2 separate regions of the Capsicum annuum genome follow, and region 2 is linked to region 1. Evidence: chromatin contacts called from public Hi-C data. All regions are on one chromosome and are shown on one strand. The core of a region is the stretch at or near the end of the contact, and the rest is flanking DNA. Distances in the headings are between cores, read along the strand shown.

Region 1 (5,420 bases), core at 790-3,289:
TATGAACCCGTTTGGATAGGCTGAAAAAAAGTGACTTTTAAAAACACTTCAAAAATTCTTTTGAAAGTACTGAAACTTATTTTTAAAATAAACAGTTATGTGTTTCGATAAAGTGTTAAAACTGAAAAAATTATAGATGTGCTTGGTAGACAATTCAATTTTAGTATAAACTATTTAATACATTTATTTTTTTAAAATATTTTCATGAATGAATAAGTTATTTGTGCTTCATTTTTCTTCTTAAAATTGAACAAAAGAGATTCAAAAAGGAGTAAAATTTGTTGTTTCTGCTATATGAATTCGTTTTTTTTTATGAATTTTGCCACACTAATTAACCCATTTTTGTTTTACAATTTTTCTTCTTCTGAAAATTGAATAAAAAACATTCAAAAAGGAGCAAAAATTATTGTTTCAGCTAGATAGGTTTATTGATTTTCCATTTTTCTTCACAAAATTGAACAAAAGCCGTCCAAAAAGAAGCTGAATTGCTAACAACCCATTAAAATTTGTTGTTCAGTCAAATAAACTATCAAAAAAATAATTCTTCTCAATTACTCATAAACCCCACAGCATCAAATTGCTAGCAATCCATTAAAGAAAGAAATAAAGATACAAAATGAGAGAAAAATGCAAATCTAAAGAGAAAACACAAGATTGATAAAAATAATATTGAAACCTTAAAACATTTTTAAGTTATGAAATGGTTATATAAAATCACCTAATTTTATTTGATAATGAATGATTGATGTTATTATCATGATATCCGTTAATATGAATTATTTTTTAAAATAAAAATCCTTTAAATTATTTATATATGGTTCTTCTACTGGCTAGAGACCCTATTTTTTTTTTATTTGCGGAATTAATCGTCTTCTTTATGAATTATAATTTTTTCGACAATAATTTGGAGTAGAAGAAACAAACAACTAACTTGAACTATTTTATCAAAAATAAATATTAATCCTAAAATGAATAAATATAGAATATTATTTTACTATTGAACTCCTAAGTTTCCAAATAAATACATTAATATTATTTTATTATTGAACTCCTAAGTTTCCAAATAAATACAATACATATAAGCTTATTTCTAACAATTTTAATTACAATTTTTGGTGGACGTCGTTAGATTTAATATCGCAGTTAGAAGTTGAAAGAAGATTGCACTCACTAAGTTTTATAGTTGAAAGTTTATTGATATTTCGTATTGTTAACTAATAAGAATCATTTAAATTCAAAGTTCAAATTTAAAGGGACATTTTTGATCTTTTTTTCTCATCTTTTGAGTCACGGTTAGCAATTATTGATTTTTAAGAAAAATGCATAAAGTTCGATGATATTACTGGAACAAAAAAAAGATAAATGACTTTATTGAGTTATTTACCTAAGTTGAGTGACAATATAAGGAATTTACTCAAATCATAGTTCCTCATAAACCCCACAAGCATCAAATTGCTAACAACTATTAAAAAAATCAAAATACAAAATAAAGAGAAAAATGCAAACCCGAAAAGAGAAACACAAAAATAGTAAAAGAGAACAAATATTTTAGGTTAAACATTTGGGTAATTTTGAAATATGTGAGAATTAGAAGGGATAAAAATGTCTTTTACTTGGTAAAACTAAAATGACTTATAATCCAAAAATAAAAAAATAGAGATGTAAAATACGGGAAATGGTGTTTCCGATGGCGGACAGATGAGTAACGCATAAGAAGTTGTTCTTGTAAGGAGAACAACAGCTGAAAACGGCTGCTAATACCCGTAGGTTGAGGAGCAAAAGGAGGAAGCCGTCCGAGGAGAGGCTCACATCTGATTAGTTAATTGATAAGGCAATAGTTTACCAAATAATGATCAGTAGCTGATTTGAGAGGATGATTAACTACATTAGGACTAATCCTTTTGACTTTAAAAAAACAATTCTTTACATTTTTTTTAAAGTATTTTTTAAAATTATCAAACACTTTAAAAAGTATAAAATGACTTAAAAATTATTTTAACCAGCTTTTAAGCTCACCCGAACACCCTCTGTGTCAAATGCTGAAGTTATGTGAGGAATTTTGGTTTGAGCCATGAATTAGCTCATAAACTGCCCGCCCCATTGCACGGCGAACAGCAACCCATATGACAAATCCTCTGTTTCGAGGCTTTCGAAGAATTGCCTTACTTTCAGTTCTCAAGCCTCTTTCCACAACTTCCTCTACCTCTTTCAGGTAAAGCCAATACTCCTCCGTAAATTTCTGTGTCACTTTTGTGGTTCAAATAAGTTTTTTTTTTTACTGTTATGTTTCATATATTTGTTAACTATTTTGAATTTATGATCAAAATTAAACTGCTTGTCTCTTGTTGAAATTGGGTTATCTTTTTTAATTTTGATTGTTCTATGTTCAATTTGGTTTTGATTATCTCGCACTATTGTCTCTATATATATCCAGACCAATTCTTGGAAACCCAGAAAGTAGTTTTTTGCACTTGCCAAGGTTAATACCACAAAACCCATGTTGGGAATGGAGGAACTTTAGCCATGGAAAAGTGAATTTTGTGATAACAAGAGATGGGAAACCCAAGTTTGAGACACATGAAGTGGAAGCACCAAAGAAGGAGAAATGGAAGACTAAGAAGAAGCTGAAACTGCAAAGAAAGAGAGAGAAGAAGAAGAGAAAAGTTGCTAACAAGAGAGATCCCAGAAGGCTTGGTGTTAAGGGGAAGAAGAAGAAGCAGAAGTTTGACACTCCTGAAGAAAGAATTAAACACAAGATTGAGACTGTGAGCTAAAGAATTTTCTTTCTTATTTTTAAGAGCTCATGGTTGTTTTTTTGCCAATAATGCTATCGTTACTGTTCTTTTCTCCATTATTTTCAGCATGGATTCTTCATTAGTGTATTTCCTTTTCATATTATTTGTAGGGAATCTGTTGAGATTGAGCTAAGATGATGATGAACCTCCATTAATGGAGTGCGTTGAGCTCTCAGTTGTGAAAGAGAAGATATTGTGGAAACTGAAAACTGATTCTCATTGTAAAACAAGAGTCTATTTATACAGGAGGAGGAGCAATTAGGCAGTACAATTAACTACAGCTAACTAACTGATGTGTACAGAATTAACCAACTAACTGCTTGATTAATTAGTTCATTTAATTAATCTCAACAGAATCTATGTGTAATTTGGAAATATTTACGCCACTTAGACCATAGTTTGTGTATTAAACACATAATTTAACCCATATTTGTGTATAAACACCTTTTATACACTATATGTTCTTCCCACATATAATACAACAACAACACACCCATTATCTTCCCACCAAGTGGGGGCTGGGGAGGGTAAGTGTACGCAGTCCATACCACTACCTCAACGTGAGATAAAGAGATAGAGAGGTTGTTTCCAATAGACCCCCGGCATTCTTCCCACGTATAATGTAGTAAGATATTGTATATTGGACTACATGACGTAAGCATTTTCAATAGTTGTATAATTTCGAAAAATTCCCTTACTTTTATATGCGGTTTCTTGGGCCGAGGGTCCTTCCGAAACAACCGATCTACCTTCACAAGGTAGGGGCAAGGCTGCGTAGACACTACCCTCTCCATACCCCATTTGTGGGATTACACTGGGTATGTTGTTGTTCTTATTGTTGTAATGCTACTGCTACTACTGAGGATTCATATATCCTCCTCCAACTTTCTTAAGATTGATGCATAGTTCTTGTTTTTTACAATTACCACTGCAACTATGACTCAGTCCCAAACTATTTGGTCTCGACTGTATGACTTCTTGGCATCTATCCTGTTCTGTTTGGACATATATGATTGTTGTCGTTATATTAGCTTAATAATCCATAATGACATTAAGAATGAACTGAATTGAAGAACTTGGGGATGAGCTTCAACCAAGTTTCTTCAATTTGGTTGACAAGAAATCAGAAGGGGAAGTCGGAAGGAAGCTGGAGGAGAATGACAAAAAAGACATATTCATGTGTTTTCTGTTGTTATTGTTAAATTTGTTGAGGACCTTTTATATTACATCTTCTCATTTGGTACTCGGAAATTAAAGTGAGATTGGGTGAAAGCGTTATTGATCCTGAATTTGTCTTTTTCCTTCTTTTCTTGGCTGTGGTTGTTGGAGCTTAATCTAAATAGTAATTGCAAAGAAGGTCTATTTTGTCTACGGTTTCAGTTGTGGAATACTAAAGTAAGAAACGAGCCTTTGTGCTTACTAATTACTTTCAATTTTTGTGTTATCTGCTGAAAACTAGGTTAGAACAAGTACCTGTATGCTGCATGGTTGCTGTCTTACCGAGGCATTAATGCCATTACATAGTTAATGTTTTGTAGCTATCTTAACCTTTTCCTGGTTTAGGGATGTGAAGGATTCAGTTTGGTCACGCTATGTTCATGTTTATAGAAGCTATGATTTGTTTTCTTCCCATTTTCCATTTGCTGCTATACAAAACCTAATGTAATTTCTTATTTTTACAAAAGTTGACATGTTTTGGCTTTGGGTCAGGCAAAAGTTGACATGTTTTGGCTTTGGGTCAGGCAAAAGTCAAAGAAGCCATGCTAATTGAGAGATTAAAGCGATATGAGGTTTCCAAAGTTCAAGGTCCTGAGGTTCAACCGCACTTTCTCACTGGTGAAGAACGATTCTATATCAAAAAGATGGCACAGAAAAAGTCTAATTATGTGCCAATTGGCCGAAGGGGAGTCTTTGGAGGTGTTATTCTTAATATGCATCTACATTGGAAAAGACATGAAACTGTCAAAGTCATATGCAAACCGTGCAAACCTGGTCAAATTCAAGAATATGCCGATGAAATTGCAAGACTGAGTGGTGGAATCCCAATTCAGATAGTTGCAAATGATACAATTGTTTTTTACCGAGGAAGGGATTATGTGCAGCCTGAAATTATGTATCCTATTGATACACTGTCGAAGAAGAGGGTAAGTTTGTTAGAGCTAATTTTCTATAATTACCTCGTAATCGCTTCTCGTGATGCATTCATGCAAAATTCACCTTTTCAAGTCTTTTGCATAGCCCTTCTACCATCAACTTCTAATCATCGTCACCAGCTTATTCTTCTTCGATTGATGTGTTGTTTTTAGTCTATTTGCGTGGATCCTTCATTTTGTTGATGGACTTATACCAAACATGTATGACATAGGTGTGGCTTGTGTGGATAATTTTACGTTTTTCTAAAAATATTATCAAAAAACTGCGCGTACCCGTAATAGATACATATATCTTATCCATATTTGTAGCCAAATCCATGTAACACAACTTATTATTGTTCTGGCTCATGGATGCGGTTGAGTTAATAACTAAGGAAGATCATTTGAAATCCACCTCAACCACCACTCTCCTACCCTTTTGTGACTTGTGTTATTCACTCAACATCACAAAAGAATCAGATCCTTCATTGCA
Region 2 (5,420 bases), core at 1,176-3,675, 38 kb before region 1:
CAATATTTCTTCGGTCTACCTCTACCTCGCTTGAAACCATCTCTAGTCAACCTCTCATACTTCGCACTGAGGCATCCGTATCCCTCCTCATCACATGACCAAACAATCTCAACTTCGTTTCCCTCATCTTGGCTTCCACCGAAGCTACTCTTACCTTATTTCGAATAAATGCATTTCTAATCGTATCTTTTCTAGTACACCCGCACATCCACCGAAGCATACATCCAACGAAGATACATAATTAATTTAAATTTTTATAATTACTTTGTAAGGGTAGGAAAATGTGTAAATATGATAAGTTAATATGTATGTTTATGTTATTTTTCCTTCTTTCCACTGGATTGAACAAACTACTTGGAGTATTAATACTTAGCGGTTGTTTGTTTGGGAACAAGTTATCCTGGAATAAATAATTTTAGGACTAGTTATCCCACTGTGTATATGGAATAACTTATCTCATTACTGTGATTAAATACTTTCGAGACTAACTAATTCCTCCAACCAAGCACAGAATAAATAATCCTGAATTTTTATCTCAAAACTATTATGCATTATACCTCATCCCAAACGAATCCTTATAGCTTTGGTTAAAATACATGTTTGTGTTTGGGAGATCTTGCACAAATATATATTTTGTATATTGGCTAGCAGTAGTAATTATTTTTGGCTGAGCAACGGAGCCAAATGTGTGAAAAAAAATCCTATATCTTTTGTGCTGGTATTTAAATTTTTCCCTGCTTTTGATGGTTTGTGTAAGAAAATCTATTTTAGATCTTTTTGTTGAATGAAAAAAAAAAAATTTACCCAACTCACAAACTATATCAAATATGCATAACTTTGTGCTTCTTCAATTGCTCACCGAATTCCTCTAGAGTTGACATAACTTCATATTATTTGCATTCACCCTTTTTCGCAAAAAAAGTTCAAAAAATCTACCAAAGGGAAGATGATTTTCTATATTCTGATTTGGATTGGATTACACTTATCTGAAACTTGGTACTTGTTTTTTATTGATTTTTGAGGTGATGGTATTCTTGAATAAAGTCTATTCAAATCGAATTAGCACTTCTCGGATCAAGCTAGACTTCTTTAGCTGAGCTGAGCCCGGGACCTGGACCCTGGATGCGCTAGCGATTGGGCTGTATCCATTTCCTCTTCCCGTTCTTACTTCTATAGGTTTTTCGGTAATAGGGATATTTGCGAGAACTCTGATCCATATCTTAGCATTTCTGTAGAATTGTCCGCTCATAGCACAATGGAATTACCAAAAATGCATTTCCTTTGCCCGGGCGAGAGACTTTCATGCCGGGAACAGTGGCTCTCGACGTAAAGTATAATCCTAAAATACTTCAAAGACTCGAATATAGTCAATCATAAAGGTGGGTAAGAGCCCCAAATTTCCCAAAATTCGCATTCAAAAGAGCTTTTTTTTTGGGGGGGGGAAAGGGGGGGAGGATGTTGAGCTATTTTTTTTTTTTTTTTTTTAATAAAGAAAAATATCACATAAACTGAAACGAAAACAATGGAGCTATCTTTTTGAAAAATTTATCGGCAATATATTATGCATAAATGCCATTTAATTTGGTATATAGCCCCAAGTGCACCCATATGAATACCTCAATATATAAATTGAATACAACAAATTCAAATCTACTATATTAATCTTATCCTTAATCATGTTGCTCTATATTAATTAATCATGTCTGATATATATATATTGAAATCCGACAAAAGACGCATCGACACATTTGGAAAGCTCATTTCTGAGGGCGACGCACCCAACATGATATTTCAATGATGTGATGGTCAATAGGAAGATTTATTAAAGAACAAATCAGCAAACAAGAAAACACCAAATGAAATTTGAAAAAGAAAAAAATCTCAATCATAACTAAAATATAAATTTGAAAAGTTGGAAAAAGGTTGTTGCTTATCAAACATATAGGTTCCAAGGTATTCATTGAAGCCTAGTTTACTCAGAAGCGGATCCAAGATTTGAACTTTATGGGGTTCAAACTATCACTGAACTCACTGACGAACTGAGTTACTTGGTTCGGAATTTAATAATTTGAACATATTCTAGTAGATTTCTTAATACAAAGGTATCGAGTTTGACTGAACTCTGTAGTTTCTACAAAGAAAAGGGAAAAATTGGCTACCAAATCGAACCAATGACCATCACAATATTATAGAGGCAATGCTCTAACCTCTGAAGCGCCCCTCCCCCAACACACGCACACTGTACAACTATACAAATAGCAAGTTCAAAGTTCAGTTTAATGAAAATTTATTTCCTATTTTTGACAAATAAGTAATAACATATCCAAGTGTACTCCAACCTCATGGTGGTAGCTTACGCTGACCTTACCCATACCTCACGGAGGTAGGGAGGCTGCTTCAGAAAGACCCCCGACTCAATCCACAATAGGGATTAAAACTAGATGACTGGGTTGGGATACTAACCTTATCGAATTTGAAACAACAGCGAGCTGAAACTTATCCCTCTACTTCAGCAATTCATCCCAAAACCTACTAAAAACAGGGTGTAGATGTTGCACTCAAATTCACGTGTCCACTGGAAAGAAAATAGAAGTAAAGCGGATGCTATTGAAATAAATCGACAATTTTTCAATAAACAAAATACCAACATATGATAAATTTGTTATTTCCTTCTACGGGTACGCAGAATATGTATATGTAGAACAACAACTTCAACGTTAGTTCTACGTTTAAAAGCAAGAACACAATGAAGTGCAGTAAATACCCTCAACACAAGATCAAAGTGATCTTTCTTAGAAGCATATTTTATTTTCAGAAATAAAGATGAAAATAGAAATGGTCAAGTCTCCCGAATTCACGGACTTTCCTTAAGAAAATAATTCCCTTCACTGTATCCAAGGTTGCGGAATTTTCCTCCCAGGGTAAAATGGCCAACCAGACCAACTGTAGCGGTACCTCAAACAATTGGAATATCGTCGAACTCACTTAACGGATTGACTGATCACACAAAGTATTTTGTAAAGACAAAAAGAGAGTTTATTGCAGAAAAATTCATATCAAAACCTATGAATGAAAGCAGGTTTATATAGCCTGTGAGATGCCTCTTCGAAAAGGTGGCATTGGTTCACTTAAATGGTGTGATGTTTCTGGAAATTCATGTCTGTTTACCCAAAGAACGTGTCCTTCTCCAAACAGACATACCAGTTCACGAAACAGTACATCAGTTCGTTGAACAGACATATCATTTCACTGAACAATTGCATCAGTTCGAAGCAGTGTATCATTTCAAAAAATACTGTTTCGAAATCTATATGCATGTATAAATAGAGGATTACTGGTACGTTTTCCTTTTGGCATCCGGATTAAATTTACGTAAAATAAACTTTGTCCAAAAATATAGATGTCGAAGCCAAAGCCGAAGCCGAAGCCAAGCAGAGCGAGCGACGACGACAGCGCGAGGCATTTCTTATTTCTTGCCTCACTTAGTATGTGGAGTAAGTGTTTTCTATTAAAAACACTTCATAGTTCCCTTCTCCCACCAATGTGGGAGAATTAGTAAACTTTCCAATTTTAGGAGTACACCTTCTAAATTGGTGTCTCCTTTCTTCCACCATTTTTCTCTCCATTTTTCTTTCACACCTTTTTCATACATATTGAACCCAACAACCCCCCACATGAATGGGGAATGGCTATTTTTTCGTAAAAGTTTTACGGACAAGAATGTGATCATCAAGCAAAGACTGATTACATCTAGATAAGTGGGTTTCCCTTTGGACTTTTTGTAGTGAACATGCATCGGATGCACTCGGTTAATCGGTAGATTTGATATTTTTGAACCGTCATGTCACACAACCAGCCTTTTACCGTTTATGGTTCTCACGATTTTATTCTTTTCATCCATGAACATATTTCGGTTTCGTGAGAGCTTAGAGAATAGGCCTTTACTAACATTCTCCTTGAAGCGGCTTCCACTTCGCCCTCACATAGGTGATTTCTAAACGTTCAATCCTATCGATTAAACTATTTGATCAAATCTGCCAAATTTAGATAATCATTAAAAGACTTTTCACTTTAATTCTTATCCTTGATTACTATACATTGTCTATATCATGAGAATGGGTTGGGTAATTGACAATGTTGAACCTGTCAGACACAACTTTGTTTGATCTCTTTAAACCTAGATCTTGGGATCTCCAGTCTGCTAGGTAGAGTTACCGTCATGCTGACTTGTCCTAGGCCTTAAACCCATTCCCTTGGATGTCATTTCCACTCCTTCTCTAGATAGGCCTTTTGTAAGTGGATCTGACATATTATCCTTTGACTTTACATAGTCAACAGTGATAATTCTACTAGAGAGAAGTTCTCTAACGGTATTATGTCTCCATCGTATGTGAAGAGATTTACCGTTGTACATCATACTCCCGCCCTACCTATTGTCGCTTGACTATCACAGTGTATGCATACTGGTGCCACTGGCTTGGGCCAATAAGGAATATCTTCTAAGAAATTTTGGAGCCATTCTGCTTCTTCACCAGCTTTATCTAATGTGATACATTCAGATTCAATTGTAGAGCAAGCAATACAAGTCTGTTTGGATGATTTCCAAGAGACTGTTCCTCCACTGATAGTAAATACATATTCACTTGTGGATTTTACTTCGTTCAATCTAGTGATCCAATTTGCATCACTATATCCTTCAAGTACCGCAGGATATTTATTATAATGCAAAGCATAATCTTGAGTGTATTTAAGATACTCCAAAACTCTTTTCATTGCCATCCAGTGAGTTTTGTTGGGATTACTCATGTACCAACTCAATTTACTGATAGTGCATGCTATTTCTGGTCATGTACAGTTCATTATATACATTAAACATCCCAATACTCTTGCGTACTCCAATTGCGAGTCACTTTCACCTTCATTCTTTCAAAGTGCAAAGCTCGCATCCTATAGAATCTTAGATATACCGAATTCCATATACTTGAACTTATCAAGTACCTTTTCGATATAATCAAACTGTGACAATGCCAACCCTTATGAAGTTCGATGGATTCTTATACCTAATATTACATCTGCAACTCCAAGGTCTTTCATATCAAACTTGCTCTCGAGCATTCATTTTGTTGCATTTATGTTAGAAATGTCTCTACTGATGATCAACATATCATCCACATATAAACATACAATGACTTGGTGATTTGGAGTGTCTTTAATATAAACACATTTATCACATTCATTTATTTTGAATCTGTTTGCGAACATGGTTTGGTCAAACTTCGCATGCCATTATTTTGGTGCTTGCTTTAGTCCATATAATGACTTGATAAGTTTACACACCTTGTTTTCCTTTCCTGAAACCACAAAACCCTCAGATTGTTCCATGTATATTTCTTCTTCCAATTCTCCATTTAGGAAAGCGG

The links. Hi-C and Micro-C count contacts between places; a contact is called where the count stands out from the background.
Region 2: a Hi-C map of bud shows a contact between it and region 1, with 3 times the contacts expected there. The contact joins the enhancer-like site here to the promoter of LOC107851032 in region 1. A contact is called at or near these places in 4 of 5 Hi-C or Micro-C datasets (bud, leaf and placenta).

The regions. Positions count from the first base shown.
Region 1 is chr12:218,611,858-218,617,277 of UCD10Xv1.1, reverse strand. It overlaps LOC107851032, which reads left to right and starts at 2,039. Exons shown (of 4, transcript XM_016695922.2): 1 at 2,039-2,212; 2 at 2,435-2,765; 3 at 4,538-4,939. The coding sequence starts at 2,124.
Region 2 is chr12:218,650,591-218,656,010 of UCD10Xv1.1, reverse strand. No RefSeq gene overlaps it. Among protein-coding and RNA genes, the nearest start is that of LOC124889821, 3.6 kb to the left of the region's middle. Within about 2 kb of position 2,425, at least 3 of the 5 cell types and tissues checked have an H3K27ac peak or open chromatin away from gene starts, as enhancers often do. A contact at or near this core is called in bud and leaf, where this site is marked.